Regions from separate parts of the Rattus norvegicus genome. Here region 2 is linked to region 1. The links are chromatin contacts, called in public Hi-C maps. All regions are on one chromosome and are shown on one strand. Each heading gives the region's core, a stretch centred on a gene start, on an enhancer-like site or on the middle of the called end of the contact. The rest is flanking DNA. Distances are from core to core; before and after follow the strand shown.

Region 1 (4,532 bases), core at 1,267-3,766:
AGTTATTCTGTTACTGAAGCTGATAGGCACACAGACCACGGCTACCCTTCTTCCTCAGCACCTGAACAGCTCTTTACTTTTTCAGAACAAAGTTCTAACCACAGAAGACCTTTAAAACAGAGGAAATCCAAACATACCAGCCATAAAGGGGAAGGAGAGGAGGGGAGGAGAGAAGGAAGGGGAGAGGGGGAAATGAACTTTAAAAATGAGGTAATTTTGACAGAGTAAGTAGAGTGTCTGGGATTAGAACACTTTATAGTAACAGAAACGGGAAGAAGCGAATATCAGGAATCTGTCCACGTGTGGTCCCTGTTCAATACACAGAAGTAGAACAGTATGGTGACCACCCGCGTCTGGAAAACCAGATTTGTGTTGTATGGGCACTGCGAATCAGTGTAGTACAGCGATATTGGAAAAAAATGGACTATGGTGATGGTTGATCAACAATATATTTAACGCCATCGACCTACACATTTAAAACTGGTTTATAAAGATAAATTATAAGCTATGTGTAGCTTATAATTTAAAATAACTAAGAATAAAGAAATTACAGTTTGTAAAGAGAGGGAGGGAAAGGAAGTAACTGGAAACAGCGCCACACACACACACCCACTTCTGTATGTTTTAATGAAATTTAAAAACAACAACAACAAAAAAAAAAAACCCACACCCAGAACTAACGTTCTGACCACCCCCCAGCATCTGCTGCTGAGCCAGTTTTATACCACAGCCATAGTGGAACCTGGATGAGTCACTTTCGAGTTTGAAATGAGTTTGTGTGAGGTCAAAATACTCTCCCATGAATAACTTAGGTCAAAAGCTGTATTGATGTCTGGATCTATTATCATTTTTTGAGTAAATTCTTTAACCTGACAGAAAATAGGCTTAAGACTGACAGAAACAGAAGTAAGATTTCTAGAGAACATCCTTTCGGAGAACATTAAAAACATAAAAGTAGTAAAAATAGATACGCCCTAAGGACTAGAAATAAACTCTGTAGTTTATTAAGAAAACTCTTTGTAGTTTTATTAGTCTTAATTATTTTCTCCATCTCAACTTAAAAAATCAAACAAACGACATAAAACTCTCCCTCCACCCAGTCACCAACCTCCATTGCAAAGCCAGGCGCGCGCGCGCGCGCGCGCACACACACACACACACACACACACACACACACTCTGAGGACACACACACACACACACACACACTCTGAGGACACACACACACACACACACACACTCTGAGGACACACACACACACACACACACACACACACACACACTCTCTCTGAGGACCTGCCCTGTAGTTGCTCCCCACAACCCTGTCCCGCCAGCAATCTCAACAGAATCAGATTCAAGAATTCAAGAACAGAGAGGCAAGCACGCACGCAGCACGTTAATTAGCCCAAGTTCACGAACAGTGCCCAGAGAGCCTCCTTATCAAGCCTCTGGGACTGCTTCATCTGCAATTCAAGTCCACGGCTAACCCTCCCCGAGATAGGGATCCTGCTGCAACCAGCAAAAATTCTTGTTTAGCCCGGCCGCGCCTCGCCAGCCGTCCAGAAAGGGGCTGAGACCAGGCTATCCCAGGCACAAAGCCTCTCTTCTCCCAAATGCCCTTCAAACCGCCCAGGAAGGTGTTGGCTGCAAGTGGTTTCGGTCGCTCGAAGGAACTGGGCGAGCAGGTGTCGGTCGTGTGAGAAGCCATCAAGCTTCAGTGCGATTTGTACCAGTTAAGAAACTTGGTGGTTGCACTAAGCAGACACTTTTTAAAGCAATCCAAAGACCCGGTGGGGGTTTGTTAGCGACCGAAAAGGACCCACCCACAAAGGGGACTAGAGAGTGTCGCAAAGGGGACTAGAGAGTGTCACAAAGGCGTCGACAGGTAACAAGAGGGCGGTCGGCACCCTTCACCAGAAACAGAACTTGGTTCTACAGAAGCTGCCCAGCAGCCTGTGCAAGGTGACTCCCTGGGGACACGCGGCCCGGAGCACCCCAGCCGCTCCGGAACAGCGACAACTTACTGGCTTGGGCATCTTGGCTGGCTGGTGGCTCTGCGTGGGTCCTCGGTAAGTCGGCTGTGCGGCGACGGCGGAGACACGTCGGGACCGGCAGGCGGAGGGAAGCCCTACGCGCGCTCCGCAGTCCGGAGCTTAAGAACTGGCCCGGCAGTCCCAGGCTGTCACGCCCAGACGGGGCGGGGCCGGGCGCGCGCGCCCGAGCGCTCCGCAGGTTTCACTTCGTGAAGCAACCGTTGCCCCAGAGCCGAAACCGCAACCGCGGGATCTTTTAACACTTCTTTTTTCTTTTTCTTCACAAATTGGGATCGGCCGGGAGGGGGGCGCGTGTCTGTGCAGCCCGCGCTCCGCTTGGCTTCGGGAAGGGATCCACGCTCCCCCGCAGGAGGGGTGGACGGAGGGTCGCGCAGCGGCTCGAGCTGCACTGGGGGCTCAGCTCCACTGTCCCTCAGGCGTGGGGACTCCCAAGTCCGCGCACAGGCAGTCGTCCCCTCCATCAGTTCCCTCCTCGGAGCGCACGTGGTGGCACACCGAATGCTCCCTCCCGCGAGCCCCGGATCTCGAACGGGGCGGGGTCCCGGGGCCGCACCCCGACCCAGCCACCGTGCACGACCAGCGAGGTGAGCCGGCCAATATGGCCGCGTCCCCGCGGGATCCGGACCGGACGGGACCCGGGGACCTCCGTCCGCGGCACCCTCGCTTACGACTCCGCGGAGGAGTCTGCTGCTGCAGCCGGCGAGCGCGGAGGGAAAGTGCTAGTGCCCCACGCTGCACCGAGCGGAGTCGAGGAAATGCTACTCCACGTGCTGGGGCGGCCGCCACCCGGCCTGTTCGTGGGTGGGGCCGCCGGGTCTCACCCTAGTCGCAGCCCCGGGTCTCTGTGCACGTGGCCGGCGCAGCCTCTGGGACAGGCATGCGCGTGGAATATCCCTTTCCCAGATGCTTTAGTTAAAAGGATTAATTTGTAGCAAAAGGCCCCACAGGTAGTGGTCTCTGAAGTCCGCCTAAAAACTAGTTCTAAAATTAGTTCTAAACTAATTCTAAAATTAATTCTCCTGCAACAGTCCAATGTTTTCCTGTAACACTGGTGGGCTGTGGAATCTGTTGGGCTATGATTAAAGTCTTGGTTCTCAAACCCTGGTTCAGAGACAAGACCCACCTCAGGGTGAAAAATCTCAGGTGGTTGAAGCTGGGTGAAAGTTGAGACCTGAGCTGCTCCTCAGTTTCTTTCTGGCTGGCTATGGCACTGGAAAGGTTGATTCCTTAGTTTTCTTATCTGCAGAACTGCCCCATCTTAGGGCGCCTGTTCTGTGAGTTGTGATGAGGATTAATTGCATTGAGTGTGAGATGCACTCAACTCCTTTCCGGGATTGAGTATATCCAATCCAGGACGGGAAAAGTTCCTTTGGGACTCGGTAATCCTAATTTGTAGAATAGGGAGTCTAGGAGCAACATGTACAAAGATGTAGACTGCAATGAAATACACATGTGAGATTACCGTCCTGCTAGGTAAATACTAACCCAGTCGCTGTGGGTCACATGACTCATATTTGCATGTCTAGGCACTTCAGGGGCCTGGCAATGAGTGAGACCATGTTTGAGGTGACCTCTCATCAGCAGGGTCAATTCCCTTGAAAGATACAATTTCTTTTTTATTACAATAACAATCATATAGTGGATAGAAAGGAAATTATGGAAGATGTTCACATCACCTAAAGCGAGAGCATCCCAGATGGGACATATTCCGAATAGACCCTACCTGGGCTGCCTTATTCCCCCAGATGCCTGGAGAGTTCCACGCATCTAATCCAGTTTTGATCTCGCTCTGTTTACGGTATACTGTCTACTCGAGTGGATGTTTGAAATAGCAGTGGCCTGGGGCCTTCAGAATCCTTTTCTGAACCTTACCCTCCAAAGGAATTTTTGAAAAATAGTCTGTGTGGTGTAGTGAAAATAAAAAAGATGACAGGGTTTAGAAACAAACAAAAGCTGCATTCTGTCTCCAGCACTCACCAGCTGGTGACTGGCTGAACCATACAATCCCAGCTGCCGCCTTCTCCTCCCTAGAATAAAGGTGACCGTACCTATCGTGTAGAACACTTCGCATATCCAACATGTGATTATTATTTGTTGCATAAATGAACATTACAAAGCCATATTTGTCTGTTCTTTCCCATTAATATAAACCCTCAAACTTACACTTAGATGTTACTGTGCAAGGTAAAACTTCTTTCCAATAAAGCCACAGGTATTACACCTAATGAGTGTTTTAGAAGGATTTTCCGGGGGAGGGGCCAGGTGTCTTTTTTTTTTTTTTAATCTGACCTAAACCCTCTCAGCCCAGCATTTTCAGGAGTTGTTTCAGTCTATGAGACTGTCAACAGGACAGTGGCCTGGAAATCTGTATCCTTGACAAGCCATCCCATCATCCCTTCATGTACCCCAGTCCTGGTGATTGTGGAACACATGTAATTTTGAGAGCCTCTGACTTCAGATATATTAATAGTAGGACCAT
Region 2 (4,532 bases), core at 1,221-3,720, 99 kb after region 1:
TTTTTATTATTCTCTTTAGAAGTTATTCTCTTAGTGGCTGCTCTGGGGATTACAGTTCACATTTTAATTGAATCAATCTACTTTAGACCAATACAGGCTTAATTTTGATAGCATATGAGCATTTCCCTCTAGGATCACCCTGTCTCCCCACCTGTGCTTGGCTAATCTGAAAATTGCCTTGATACATTAGGATCCAACTGGTAATTTTATGATGTCTGCCTTATTATGCTATCTTAAGTGGCAAAAAAGGTTAAAGCTACTCAGTCTTTTATACGCATGTATGATTTTTATTGATGCTTTTTATGTGCATGCATCTGAGTTACTACTTTTTTCATTTCAGCATTAGTATTTCTTGTAGAGTAGGGCTGCTAGTCACAGCCCTTTTGTGTGCATGTGTACATGTGTGCAGTACGTGTACATATGTGTTGTGTGTCCATGTGGTGTGTTGGGACTGATCCAGTTTTTACTATCTGGCAATGTTTTATTTTTTGTTCATTTGAAGTGCAGTCTCGCTGTCCCTTAGAATTCTTGACTCACAGTCCTTCTCTGAACACACAGATATGCTCATGCCTTCTGACCGCCATGATGGCTGTAGTGTGTGAAGTCAGCTGATAATCTGAGAAGCACGTGCACAGGATAGGTCAAGCTTGTCTGGCTACCTTCACCATTTCCCTGGTCTCTTGGAACTCTGTGGCTCATCACCATGTGATGTCTTCATGGAGAGCTCACTAAGCCTCTTGGATAGGGAAGCAGGTACTTTCTACCACGTCTAAGTTTTTAGCCATGTGTCTTCAAACCCTCTTCTGGACTCTTCTGTCTGACATTCCCTGTTCACATCTTTGTATGCCTGATGGTTTGGGGCAGGTCTCTCAGCCTCCATTCATTAGCCTTCCCTCATTTCCTTCCTGTTCCCCAGAGTGGATTTATTTTATCTTATTGATTCTGGTTTCGGGGATTCTTTCTTTGCAGATCAAATCTGCTTACGGAAGTCTTGGCGATAGGTTTTGAGTCAGAATCTACTTTTGAACACCAGAATTTCCACTTGGTTCTGACGGGTGCTTTGCTGGCACATCTCTGCCTTACATGTGTGCCTGGTGTGCAACGAGGCCAGAAGGAGCATCAGATCTCCTGGGACTGGCCTTGCAGAACATTGTAAACCACCCTGTGGATGGCTGGGGACTGAACGCTGGTCCTCTGAGCAGCAGCCAGTGCTTTTCACCTGAGTTATATCTCAGCCCCACTGCTTCTGACTGCCACTCATTTTGCCATTTGATGAGACCATATTCCTACACACTAGTTCTCAGGTACTGTTTCCTTCAATTTTTTGAACATGTAAATGATTCAAGTAATTTTCTCCTGTAGGCTGAAATCTGGACTTCCTCACACAGTTTCTGCACACAGACCTTTGTTCCTTTCCATGGATAAGACTTTCCAATTTTTGTATGTTTGTTAAAAGTTCTTTTGGTAAGTCCTGGACATTTCTGAGTAAGTGTGACATAGTATTTTGGAAGACATATTTTTGTCCCACACCTACTTTGAGTTTTTTATTGTAGTTTTTATTTTACCCTTAAAAAAGATTTATTTATATTTATTACATAAGTACACTGTAGCTGTCTTCAGACACACCAGAAGAGGGCATCAGATCTCATTACAGATGGTTGTGAGCCACCATGTGGTTGCTGGGAATTGAACTCAGGCCCTCTGGAAGAGCAGTCAGTGCTCTTAGCCACTGAGCCATCTCTCCAGTCCATATTTTACTCTTTATAATAACCTTATAACTAAAATACTGTCAGATTGTCTTTGTTGTATATGACCACTAGAATCTGTTCAGCAAAGTTCGTGGGTCGGCAATTACAATCCGCAGTAGAAATATCCCTCTGCAGACCATTCTTGTGTGTGTCGGGGTTAGTGCATGCCACTGCACATGAGGGAGGTCAGAAGACAGCATGCAGGAGTGAGTTCTCTCCCTTCACTCTGTGCGTCTTGGGGAACTGAACTCAGGTCATGATGACTGGTGTGAGGGGATTTACCCACCAAGCTATCTGGCTGACCCCCAGAGAAGACATAGGCGAGTCACTAAGTCCCCCATGCTTTGCTATGTAGGTTCTACAGAGGCTGGGCATGCCTTCGACGGGAATGAGTGATCCATGCCATCTCAGGTCTTCCCCAGGCGTGCAGTTACCCTTCATACGGACTCCAGGAGTATGTCGACATTTCCAAAGCTCCCGTGGCCGCTCACGCACATGCTCTGCCTCTCTCACTGTTCCCGCCACAGCCTTCATCTTAGGTAAATGTCACTGCACTCACACCCGATTTACATTACTCAGTAACAATGCCCTGGTGTTAGGACCTTTGTCAACGAGCGAACTCTGAGTCAAATCAAATAAAGTCAGGCCCTAAACATGGTCTTTTCCAGGGTGCTAACCCAAAGTCAAATAGTGACGAGTGTCTTTGGAATGTGGCTCTGAGGGACACTGAGCCTACTGGCTCCTTCAGCGGCTGCTAAGCTACTTGTCAGCTGTTATGGCCCGAGTCTGCTGGTCTCCAGGGCCATGGGGCTGAAACAAGACCGAGACAGGGAGATTTGAGAGGTCCTTATTCTAGCATTCGAGGTGGTGGTAGTGGTGTGCTCCCCGCCTATGGCAGGCAACTCCTGCCCTGTGCCATATTAAAATCTAGGACTGAGGAATGCTTTGTTTTAGCCCAGACTCTTACACTTCAAGAGATATCTTCCTATGCCTTCTCCCTTGTGACTGTTAGCTCCATGCTGTGCTCATAGCAATAACTTTCCCCTTGTATGCCATCTTTTGACTTCTGTGCAATTATTACCCAAAAGTCAAAATAGTAGAGGAGGTATGCAGGCTCAAGTTTGTGGACTTTATGGCGTTGCACTTATCAGCATTATTTGAGTTTCTATGTTCTAGACCAGTGGTTCTCAACCTTCCTAATGCTGCAACCCTTTACTATAGTTTCTCATGCTGTAGGGACTCCCCAACCATAAAATTATTTTCACTGCCACTCATAACTTAATTTTGCTAGTGTAATGAATTGTAATGTAAATATCTGTGTTTTCTGATGGTATTAGGCAAACTCTGTGGAAGGGTCATTACCCTCAGGCTGAGAACCGCTGCTCTATATGGTGTGTTTGTATATACTTGAGATAGACGATGTGTGTGGTGCTACCTAACTCATAGGGAATAAGGGTCTTACAGGACTCCAAAGTGGCGAGATTACAGGTATAGCATCTGGGCTTCAGAGACACCTGAGAAGAACCAAGATAAGTAGAAGTTTCCTAGTAGTGGTTACAGGGTTAAGGGAGAGAGGTTGTAAAAACTGGGAGAAATGATCTCTCACTGAGAGAACACCGAGGGAAGAGAGATGTTTATTGCACACTGATATAATAAAATTCTGCCCCCTTGGTCATAATCATAATCTAGAATTCCAAAGATTACAACGAAGAGTAGAAATGGGAAGGCATTGAACTTTTCTCCTCTGGTACACATATGTGCATGGATGCTTACGCCGCAGAACCTATGAGGGGTCAGATGACAACCTAAGGAGTCACGTCTCTCCTCCTCCTGTGTGGGTCTCAGAGTGTGAACTCAAGAGTACCAGGCTTTGGCAGTGCCTTACGTGTGCCCTGGGATAGCTTTTAATGTGGTATAAGAGCTCCTAATGACAATGTCAGGAGCAAGCGACTGACTAAGCAGAGCACTGCCTGGGCCAGGGGAGACAGAACTGAACAGGAAAGAACTGTTTCCTAGTTCATGAGGTAAAAACAGCCTCATTTTAAGAGTGAACAGGAGAGATTAGGGCTGGTGATGTAACTTAGTGTGGAAGGCTAGGACCCACAGGTGAAGGAGAGGACTGACAGACGTGGTAATTAATGAAGAGCAGCTGACAGAATGGCCATCTGTTAAGGATCCAGAGTCAGGATGAAGACTGAAGTCACTGAGTACAGCAGAATTCCAGTCTGCAACAATCATGAGAGTTGCTCTGGCACCTGATTAAACTGGCGGATAACGTTAGAGCGAGGTAAATCTTCAATGGGAGTCTGGATCTCCAAGGAGAGCAATTCATTTTTAAACAATTGCCCTCCAAGTTACTAAATCAGCAGACAAAACAATGAAGCTCGATCACTATGGCATTTTAATGATGCCATTACACACTGTGCTGTCCTTCCTCTCCCACACTCTTCCCCCCAGCCCCTGCCCCCCCTAATCTTGCAGGTCCCCCTCTCCCCTCTTCTCTCCAATATTCCATTCCCTTCCCTCACTCCCTTTGCCTCCTGAAGATCACTTCCACGCCCTTAGTACCTTTTCCACTTCACACGCACGCACAGATAAACACATATACACACAGTCAGATACACACACCACACATTCAAAGCTAAAGTCTACGTTAAGATTAACAATTGGCATCTGTCTTTCTGCGTCTGTCTTATTTGGCAAAACAACGACAACAGCTCCATCCTACCCGTGTGAGAGGCTCCGTCTCTCTCTATGGCTGAAAACCTGTGGCACAGTACATGA

Evidence for each region. Hi-C and Micro-C count contacts between places; a contact is called where the count stands out from the background.
Region 2: a Hi-C map of Schwann cells shows a contact between it and region 1, with 8 times the contacts expected there. The contact joins the enhancer-like site here to the promoter of Ezr in region 1. A contact is called at or near these places in 8 of 12 Hi-C or Micro-C datasets (the A7r5 cell line, the Rat2 cell line, Schwann cells and 4 more).

Annotation. Positions count from the first base shown.
Region 1 is chr1:49,414,057-49,418,588 of GRCr8, forward strand. Ezr (ezrin) reads right to left here and starts at 2,517. Exons shown (of 13, transcript NM_019357.1): 1 at 2,024-2,517. The coding sequence starts at 2,035.
Region 2 is chr1:49,512,686-49,517,217 of GRCr8, forward strand. It overlaps a transcript of Rsph3 not described here. Among named protein-coding and RNA genes, the nearest start is that of Rsph3, 44 kb to the right of the region's middle. Within about 2 kb of position 2,471, at least 4 of the 93 cell types and tissues checked have an H3K27ac peak or open chromatin away from gene starts, as enhancers often do. A contact at or near this core is called in the A7r5 cell line and Schwann cells, where this site is marked.